Regions from separate parts of the Mus musculus genome. Here region 2 is linked to region 1. Evidence: chromatin contacts called from public Hi-C data. All regions are on one chromosome and are shown on one strand. Each heading gives the region's core, a stretch centred on a gene start, on an enhancer-like site or on the middle of the called end of the contact. The rest is flanking DNA. Distances are from core to core; before and after follow the strand shown.

Evidence for each region. A called contact is a pair of places that touch in the nucleus more often than the background predicts.
Region 2: a Hi-C map of CD8 T cells shows a contact between it and region 1, with 5 times the contacts expected there. The contact joins the promoter of Ppat here to the promoter of Ociad1 in region 1. A contact is called at or near these places in 2 of 484 Hi-C or Micro-C datasets (CD8 T cells and uterus).

The regions. Positions count from the first base shown.
Region 1 is chr5:73,290,812-73,294,703 of GRCm38.p6, reverse strand. It overlaps Ociad1 (OCIA domain containing 1), which reads right to left and starts at 1,910. Exons shown (of 9, transcript NM_023429.4): 1 at 1,728-1,910; 2 at 357-419. The coding sequence starts at 414.
Region 2 is chr5:76,949,389-76,953,280 of GRCm38.p6, reverse strand. It overlaps Ppat (phosphoribosyl pyrophosphate amidotransferase), which reads left to right and starts at 1,703. Exons shown (of 11, transcript NM_172146.2): 1 at 1,703-2,324. The coding sequence starts at 2,197. Paics (phosphoribosylaminoimidazole carboxylase, phosphoribosylaminoribosylaminoimidazole, succinocarboxamide synthetase) reads right to left here and starts at 1,979. Exons shown (of 9, transcript NM_025939.3): 1 at 1,446-1,979. The coding sequence starts at 1,461. LOC115486295 (a long non-coding RNA gene) reads left to right here and starts at 2,331. Exons shown (of 2, transcript XR_003955939.1): 1 at 2,331-3,892.

The sequences.
Region 1 (3,892 bases), core at 661-3,160:
CAGATAATAAGAAATTTAGAGACAGTAACAAGAGAATATTTAAGCTGCGTGTGTGACTATGTCACACCCATAAGACCAGCCCGATTTCTGTTACTCAGGCAAATAAAATGTCCTTACCCAGAAAGTGTTACAAATTATAAATACTTAATATGGAAGTTACCAGGAGGGGCTGGAGAGATGGCTCAGCAGTTAAGAGCACTGACTGCTCTTCCAAAGGTTCTGAGTTCAAATCCCAGAAACCACATGGTGGCTCACAACCACCCATAATGAGATCTGATGCCCTCTTCTGGTGTGTCTGAAGACAGCTACAGTATACTTACATATAATAAATAAATAAATATTTTTTAAAAAGTTACCGGGAATAGGTCTTGACACTTGTGCATTCGGTTCTCGAAAATCAGCCCTCCCATTCATAGTTCCTGTATCAGAAACATTTATATCCAAATATTACAAAGTATCAGAATAAACCCCCCTAACCAGTCTACCTGTAAATCAACAAATATTTACTGAACATTAAACATTTTTACAGTTAGTTGTATTTTACGTGCATGGTGCTTTGCTTGTATACACTAACATGCCTGGTGCCTGAGATCAGATGACACCTGATCCCCAGGAACTGGGAGTTCCAGATGGTTGTGATACTGTGATAGGACATGTGGGTACTGGAAACTCTGCAAGGGCCAGTGCTCTTACCTGCTGAGTTATCTCTTCAGGCCCCGACTTTTACATTTCAACTACCTGACATAAAAAAATAACTGAATGAAAAAGGGTCATAAACATATCTGAACTAATTATTCACATTCGACCCTTTGATTGAAAAACGGGTACATCAAAACAATGGAAAAAAATTCCCTTCTAAGGCTAGGTTATGTTATTTCACATTATTCTGTACCTTGACTCAAAAACAAAACAAAAACTACAACCATATCCAAATGATTAGGGAAAAACCTCAAGTCACTTCTAGGTTTCCAATTAAAACGAAACTGCATTGTATCCCCTAACTCAGCAGTCAAAAAATAATGACGTCACATTTTCTGCAGGTAGCTACGCTAATGGCAAACTTCCCTGTACCAGCCCAAGTAATCTTCAAACATCTTAAATAAATTTTAAAATCCAAGAGCAAATATATTCTTTCGCCTTCCTTTAAACTTAGACCTCAGCATTTCAGACAAAATAAGGAGTACGTCTTCGCTGAAACAAACGCATCGCAGTATGACTTACTGGATGCCAACAGCAAAGCACCTTTCTGTAATTCGTTTAGTCACTAAAATCATCACCTATTGCATACCTATATCCCTTCAAAGAAAAAGGTTTCAGAAAAGGTAAACTGAACTCTTGGACAGATGAAGCATTCAGAGGAAGCTTCTCAAACTGCAAAACCCTACCAAAAAAGAAAAAAAAAAAAAAAGAAAGAAAGAAAATCTCGTCCCCAGGGAGGCTGGAGGGCAGTGCGACCTGTCTGATCACTACAGCTCAAAGCTGTAATCATAAAGAACAAGGCTCAAGCGAGGCAGTAGCCGCGGACGCCAGCACTCCTGTCCCTGACCTGCCACCCCACCTCGGCCATCGCGGCTTTCCCCACCCCTCCATGCAGGTCTCCCGGTGCCCGAGTCACCGGCGCTGCAGCAGAGCCCAGGCCCGCAGTGCGACCGGACACCTCCGGGCAGGAAAATGGCGGCTGCGGGCGAGGGTGGGAGACTGGCGGAAAGCCGCGCCACCACACCCACCTCACGATGGAGGCGGCAACGCTGGGAGCAGGACCCGGGGTAGAGGCCGGGAGAGGACCCCAGAGACAGGCACAGCGGACAACGCGGGAAGCGGGGAGGGGAAAGAGGGCAGCTTCCAAGCGATCGCCAAGATGTCACCCACACACGAGCGCCAGCAGGCCGACACCCGGAAGCAGTACCCTTGACGGGAAATGACGTCAGGACAGCGCTGGGAAACAGCGGCGGGCCAGTTTCTCAATACTCACGGATGTCGATCACGCCCCGTCCAACTAGTCCCGCCCCTTTCACCGCCCCCCACCCCGCCCCAGGCCGCGGCGCTCCAGAGCTGCACTGCGGCTGCGCGAGTTAAGGCCTGCAGCTCAGCTCTGCCTCTAGGTTCGATGCTCTTGTGACATACCCCAGAGACTGTTCAGTGACAAGCCAGTAGGGACATTTTGGAACCCCTCCATCCTCAAGTCCCCTCCTTATCCCATGACTTTCCTTGGACTTCCCTAATTTTAAGATTTACAGAAATTTTCTTATGCTTTAAGCCTCTAGGCTAGGTAGTGAATTTTAAGCGTGAACTCTTAAGTTAACTGTCAGAACCTCCAGTCTAGTGTCCGATTGATTCTAACACTAGAGTCAGGATACACTCCAACTCGGAGACTCAGAATTTACTCATCTGAATAACAGAAATAATGTGTGTTTCACAGTTTTGGGTTAAAACAAGTCTGAAAAGGAGTTTAGGCTCTGGGGCTGTATTACCAGGAGACTATATTTTAATGCTAGGAGACCAACTTTTCGTCAGAGCTCAGGCTGCCACTCCTAACCACCAACTATTCATTTCTTACACTGATCCTAGGCATGTTTACTGAGTGCGTATACTGAACCAAGTCCTGAAAGTATATCGTTGATACCTCTGATAGCTCCAGCCCACGAAGTTATGAACTCCTATAATTGTCAGACTTCCCACCATTCCTCATTTCATATGTTTTTCACTGGTTCTATGGCATCCACGAACTTGTCTGTATGCTTATTTAAGAGAGAAAGTCATGTAAAACATGAATCCGGAGTCATGGCTAGACCTCTATGGCTCCTGAACCCCACACTAAGGACGAACTCAAACATAACTTGGGTGAGCTCCAAAGCCTTCCTGGAAGCTGATGCCCATCCAATGGAGAAAGGCGATAGGATTTGTTAACCATCTTAGACCCTTGCTATGGCACCAGGAACGTGGGGATCACCAGAAATCACGGAACTTTAAGCTCAGCTGTGAAAGCCTTGGGTTCCATCCTTGTGATCAGAGCAGCTGTGGTGTACCCACTGGAGACCCTCAAAAGATTGCTTCCACGAACATGCCCTCCTGAAGAGTCAAGAGCTCAGAGGCACATCCTTTTCTCAAAGGTACAAAATTGAGCATATATGCTTGGGAGAAAGATGTATTAAGAGGCATAGCTGGCAAGCTGCCCATGATTTGGAAAGTAACTTTAATTAAGCTCATTAGTTCACCAAGCATGACTTGATGGAATTATTCCTTCCATTTGCCATTGTTCTTTGAGAGGAATAGAGACATCCCTGGAAGAGTCTTTAACAAGCACTCTTTCAAATATCTTCATTGAGCAAATAGCCAAGGCGGTATCAGCCCAGCTTTACCTGTTAGATATTACTTTTGTTTTTCAGAAGTCACTTTATTTGTTTTTAAGTATTTATTTATTTTTATTTCTGTGTGTGGCTGCATGAGTCTATGTGTACCATGTATACCCCCACAGGTACAGGAACTGGAGTTACGGGCAGATGTAAGCTACCTGATGAGGGTGTAGGAAATTGAACCCAGATAATCTGAAGGACAGTAAGTGTCCTTAGTTTCCAAGGTATAGCACCAGCCCTGTTAGCCTGTTAGACATTACTGTGAAACCATTATTAAAGGAATATGTCAGAGTATTCCTTAATTCATAAAAATTCAAGCAATCTAATGAATTTCTTCTTGACTTCAGTGACATCAAAGTTTCCCTTTTTAGCTGCACTCTTTTTTTAATTTTAATTTGTATTAGTGTGTGTGTGTTACAGCACTCTGTGGAGGTCAAAGGAGATTTTTCCAGGGTTGGTTCTCTCTTTCCACCTTGGGATCAGGGGATCAAACTCAGGCTGTAAGACTTGTGTGACTGCCAGGCAGTGGTGGCGCACAA
Region 2 (3,892 bases), core at 454-2,953, 3.7 Mb before region 1:
CGCTAAATTTGATTCTGGTTGACATTGGTGATAAATAACTTGTCTAATATTTCCACTATAGTTCAGTGAGGTAAAAGATGAATATAGCCATCTTCCTAACTTAATGTTTAGAAGAATTAACAAAGTTTAAAAAGCCCCTCATGGTCTAACTCCAGTTTTGAGCTGTAAATTTCCTTTCTGGAACTCTAACTTCCTTAATGTTTGTGTCCTCTTGAAAATCTCTATACTCAGCCTGACCCACTGTTGCCTTCTATCTAGTTCATTACTAACTCATTAGCTATGTAGATTTAACCCAAGAACCATTGGGCTGCTAAATACTAAAGAGCAACAGACACAAGATACTGATTTAATATGGGAGACACGAGTTTTAGTCAATACTTGATCCAAATTCAGTTCACAGCAGTTACACTGGGTGGCTCATGTGTACTCCTGCTTCAAGACAGGCCCTGGCTTCTGTGCATCTGTACTCAAGTGCACACAACCACGGATACAAAACCAACAAAGTAAAATAGAAGCCAGAGAGATTGCTCAGCAATTAAGAACACTCCGATGTTTTACAGTGCACCCAGGTCCAGTTCCCAGAATCTATAGGGTAGTTTACAGCCATTCAAAATTAAACTATAGATATGAACACCTTCTTCGGACCCTTGTCAGCACAGGGCCACATCAGATGTGGGGAAGAGGTTAGATTCTAAGATTTTTACTAGTTTAGAAGTACTGGCGCTGTGGATTGTCTCAGAAAAAGTCTGGCCCTAATTCCCAATTTTATGGAGCTGTACTACCTATAAACTTCAGGGTGGTTTTCATAGGTGGGAAAGAATGTTGGAGTGCCCACAGGATCTGCTTCCTTATTAATCTAGAAACTTGTGTTGTTCCAAGACAGTGTTTTGTTAGTGGATAAAGTAACTTTGCACTCTCCACACCCATATCCTAAGGGTGTTACTAGCCCACGCCCACAATCCCAAATTCCAGGGATTGCAAAGAAGCATCTGATCAAAAAATTTTGGACCTGTTTTCAAACACTTTAAACTACGAAACTTGCAGTAAAGGAGATTATTGGCATATTAACTTTACCAGAATAAACAAAAACCCTGATAGATTTTCTTGGTTGTTTATCTGCTTATTACAAGGTTTCTAGGCACTTGGTTAGTTTCTGGCCATTTCACCTTCAGAGTACTTTCCCACTCTGCTACTTTCCTTCCCGTCCCGGGGCCTTCTTTTGGCTATTTAAATAGGCTCTGGGTGCTTAAGAGTTTAACGCACGTCTTCCAGCGCCTGGACCATGTGTGCAGGCTCCGGGCCCCAGGCGCCGTCTTGGGGAACCCGATCAGGCACTTTGTCGGAAGGCCTGCATCCGACCTCGGGGCCGCACGTGTATGCGTCAAGCCTGCTAGCTCTCTGACGGAGGGCTGGGGGACCCTAGGGTCCGAAAGCAAGTTACTCACCTACGGCTGTCGCCATTATCCGAGGTGAACTAGAGGAGCAGACCGCGCGGGAAAAAAGGGCAGTGTTCTGGAAAACAAGGGCGACCACAGGATCAGAGGGCGGGAAAGGGAGGTGCAATATCAAGGACACGCCCTAGCCCCACAGCCCACCGGCGAACCCGAAGTACCGGGCTGGCTGTGCTTGGGGCTGGAGTCGTGTCCCCAGGCTTCCCGCCGCGCAGGCGCGCTGACGCGACCCCGCTTCCGGGCGGCCCCTCCCCGCAGGCAGCCAAAAAGTGGCGCGCATGCTGCAAGGCCCCCGCTGGCCGGAGAGGTTTCTGGGTTGGAGCGGACCAAGTCCTGACGGCCGGGGGACGGCGTGAGACCAGGGGGCACGAACGGCTCAGGTTTTCTGAGGGACCCACGCGATCAGCTGCGCCACTCTCATCACCTACTCCTTGGGCGCGGGAAAATAACGGAGCCTCCCACGTGCAGAGAAAGTAGCGATCCTGACCTCGGCCTCCTCCCCACCTCTTTGACTCCGTAGCCCCGCCCCTCTCTTTGCCCTAGCTGATTGGCGGAGAGCGGGAGGCAGAACTGGTCACGCCCCTTCTATGAAGCGCGCCGCCGCAGTAGCGAGAACCTAGCCCGCCCGGGAAGGAGGCAGTCAGTAGCGCGAGCCTCTTGAGGCGTTCGATAGCGGAGCGGACAGCTGGTTGGTGCTTGGACCACGCCGCGGCAGCAGGTCCCTCCACGTGCTTTCCGAGGCGCCATGGAGCTGGAGGAGTTGGGGATCCGCGAGGAATGTGGTGTGTTTGGGTGCATCGCTTCTGGAGACTGGCCCACGCAGCTAGATGTGCCGCATGTGATCACTCTGGGACTCGTGGGGCTACAGCACCGGTGAGCAACAGGATGGAGGGGTGGGGGTGGAATGGCAAGTATTTGCACAGTTCCACGAGCCGCTTCCCAGCTCTGTGCTACGGGGAACGCAAGACAATGAGGGTGGATCATGACTGGGAAGGGGGGATCAGGGCTAGGAGGGTGAATCTCGAGAATCAAGTCAAGTACCTACTCAGGATATTGACCAAGTGGGGGTGGGGTACACTTTGCCTGCATAGACTTTAACTTAGGCTGTCGCGTTGCTCCCGAGTGCTCTTTACAGGTTAGCTCCCAAGAATGTGCATCTCTCGTCGCGGGTTAGTTACTCTGGAGTTTGCTTTCACTAGCCAGGTTGGGAAGGGACCGTTCAGATCTCCTTGAAACTAGAACTGTTCTAGAGATAAGCTTCTGTAGGGTGGTGGTGCTGAAGGTCCTGCAACACTTGAAGGTTTTTCTATTTGTTGTTGTTTTGCACGGGGCCTCCTGCTTGCAAGAGCTTTGTTTGCAAGGGCAGAGCTACTGAGCAGATTTGTCAGCCTGAAAGCAGTTAGAGGTTTGGAGATCGTGAGTTTAAAAGTAGTTATAGCTATGAGAAATTGGGAGATGCCTTTGGGGCAAACAAAGAAAAAAAGACCTTTGCCTCCATAATTTGTTTCTTGACTTCACTGACAGTATTATGGAAATAATACAAACTAGGGTTTTGTCTCTCTTCAAAAACTATTCTATCACGGAGTTTTACAATACAGTAGCAACAATGTCTAGACCAGAGCTGGGCAGTAACCCTTTTTATCAATGTGGGTGCTACATGCATCACTAATGATTATTCTTACCAGACTTAGCCTAGAAGTTGTCCTTTTGCAGAGTCTTATTTGACATTCTACATACTCCGCATACATTTATTTAAAAAAAAGCATCTGGGGCCACCCTGTGGTGGCGCATGCCTTTAATCCCAGCAACTGGAAGGCAGGGGCAGGTGGATTTCTGAGTTCTGAGGCCAACCAGGTCTAAAGAGTGAGTTACAGGACAGCCCGGGCTATATATACAGAGAAACCCTGTCTTGAACCCCCCTCCCCCCAAAAAAATTGTTTTGAGAATGTGTGTATGTATATGGTGTAGGGGACTATGTTTTTTGTTGTTTTGTTTTGTTTTTTAAATTAGTTACAACTTGCTGGGTGCAGTGACTAGCTCAAAGCACTGGAGAGGTCTGCAGAGGCAAACTGATCTGGAGCTTTTGAGGCTACATAGCAAATCCTAGGCCTGCCATAGCTACAATGAGGCCCTGTCTCGATAAACAAACAAACTACAACTTATTCTTAGTGACTTGTCACTATGTTATTATGTTTCCTATACTTACTTTTTTTGTTTTGTTTGTTTTTTTGAGACAGTTTCTCTGTGACTGGCTGTCCTGGAACTGAGTTGGCCTTGAACTCAGAAATCCGCCTGCCTCTGCCTCCCCAGTGCTGGGATTAAAGGCGTGCGCCACCACTGACCAACCCTATACTTGCTTTTATATGAGAAAGCTATAAGATTAGATAAGGTAAGGACAATAAAGATAAGATGTGTTAGTGAATGGATTGTATTTTATAGTA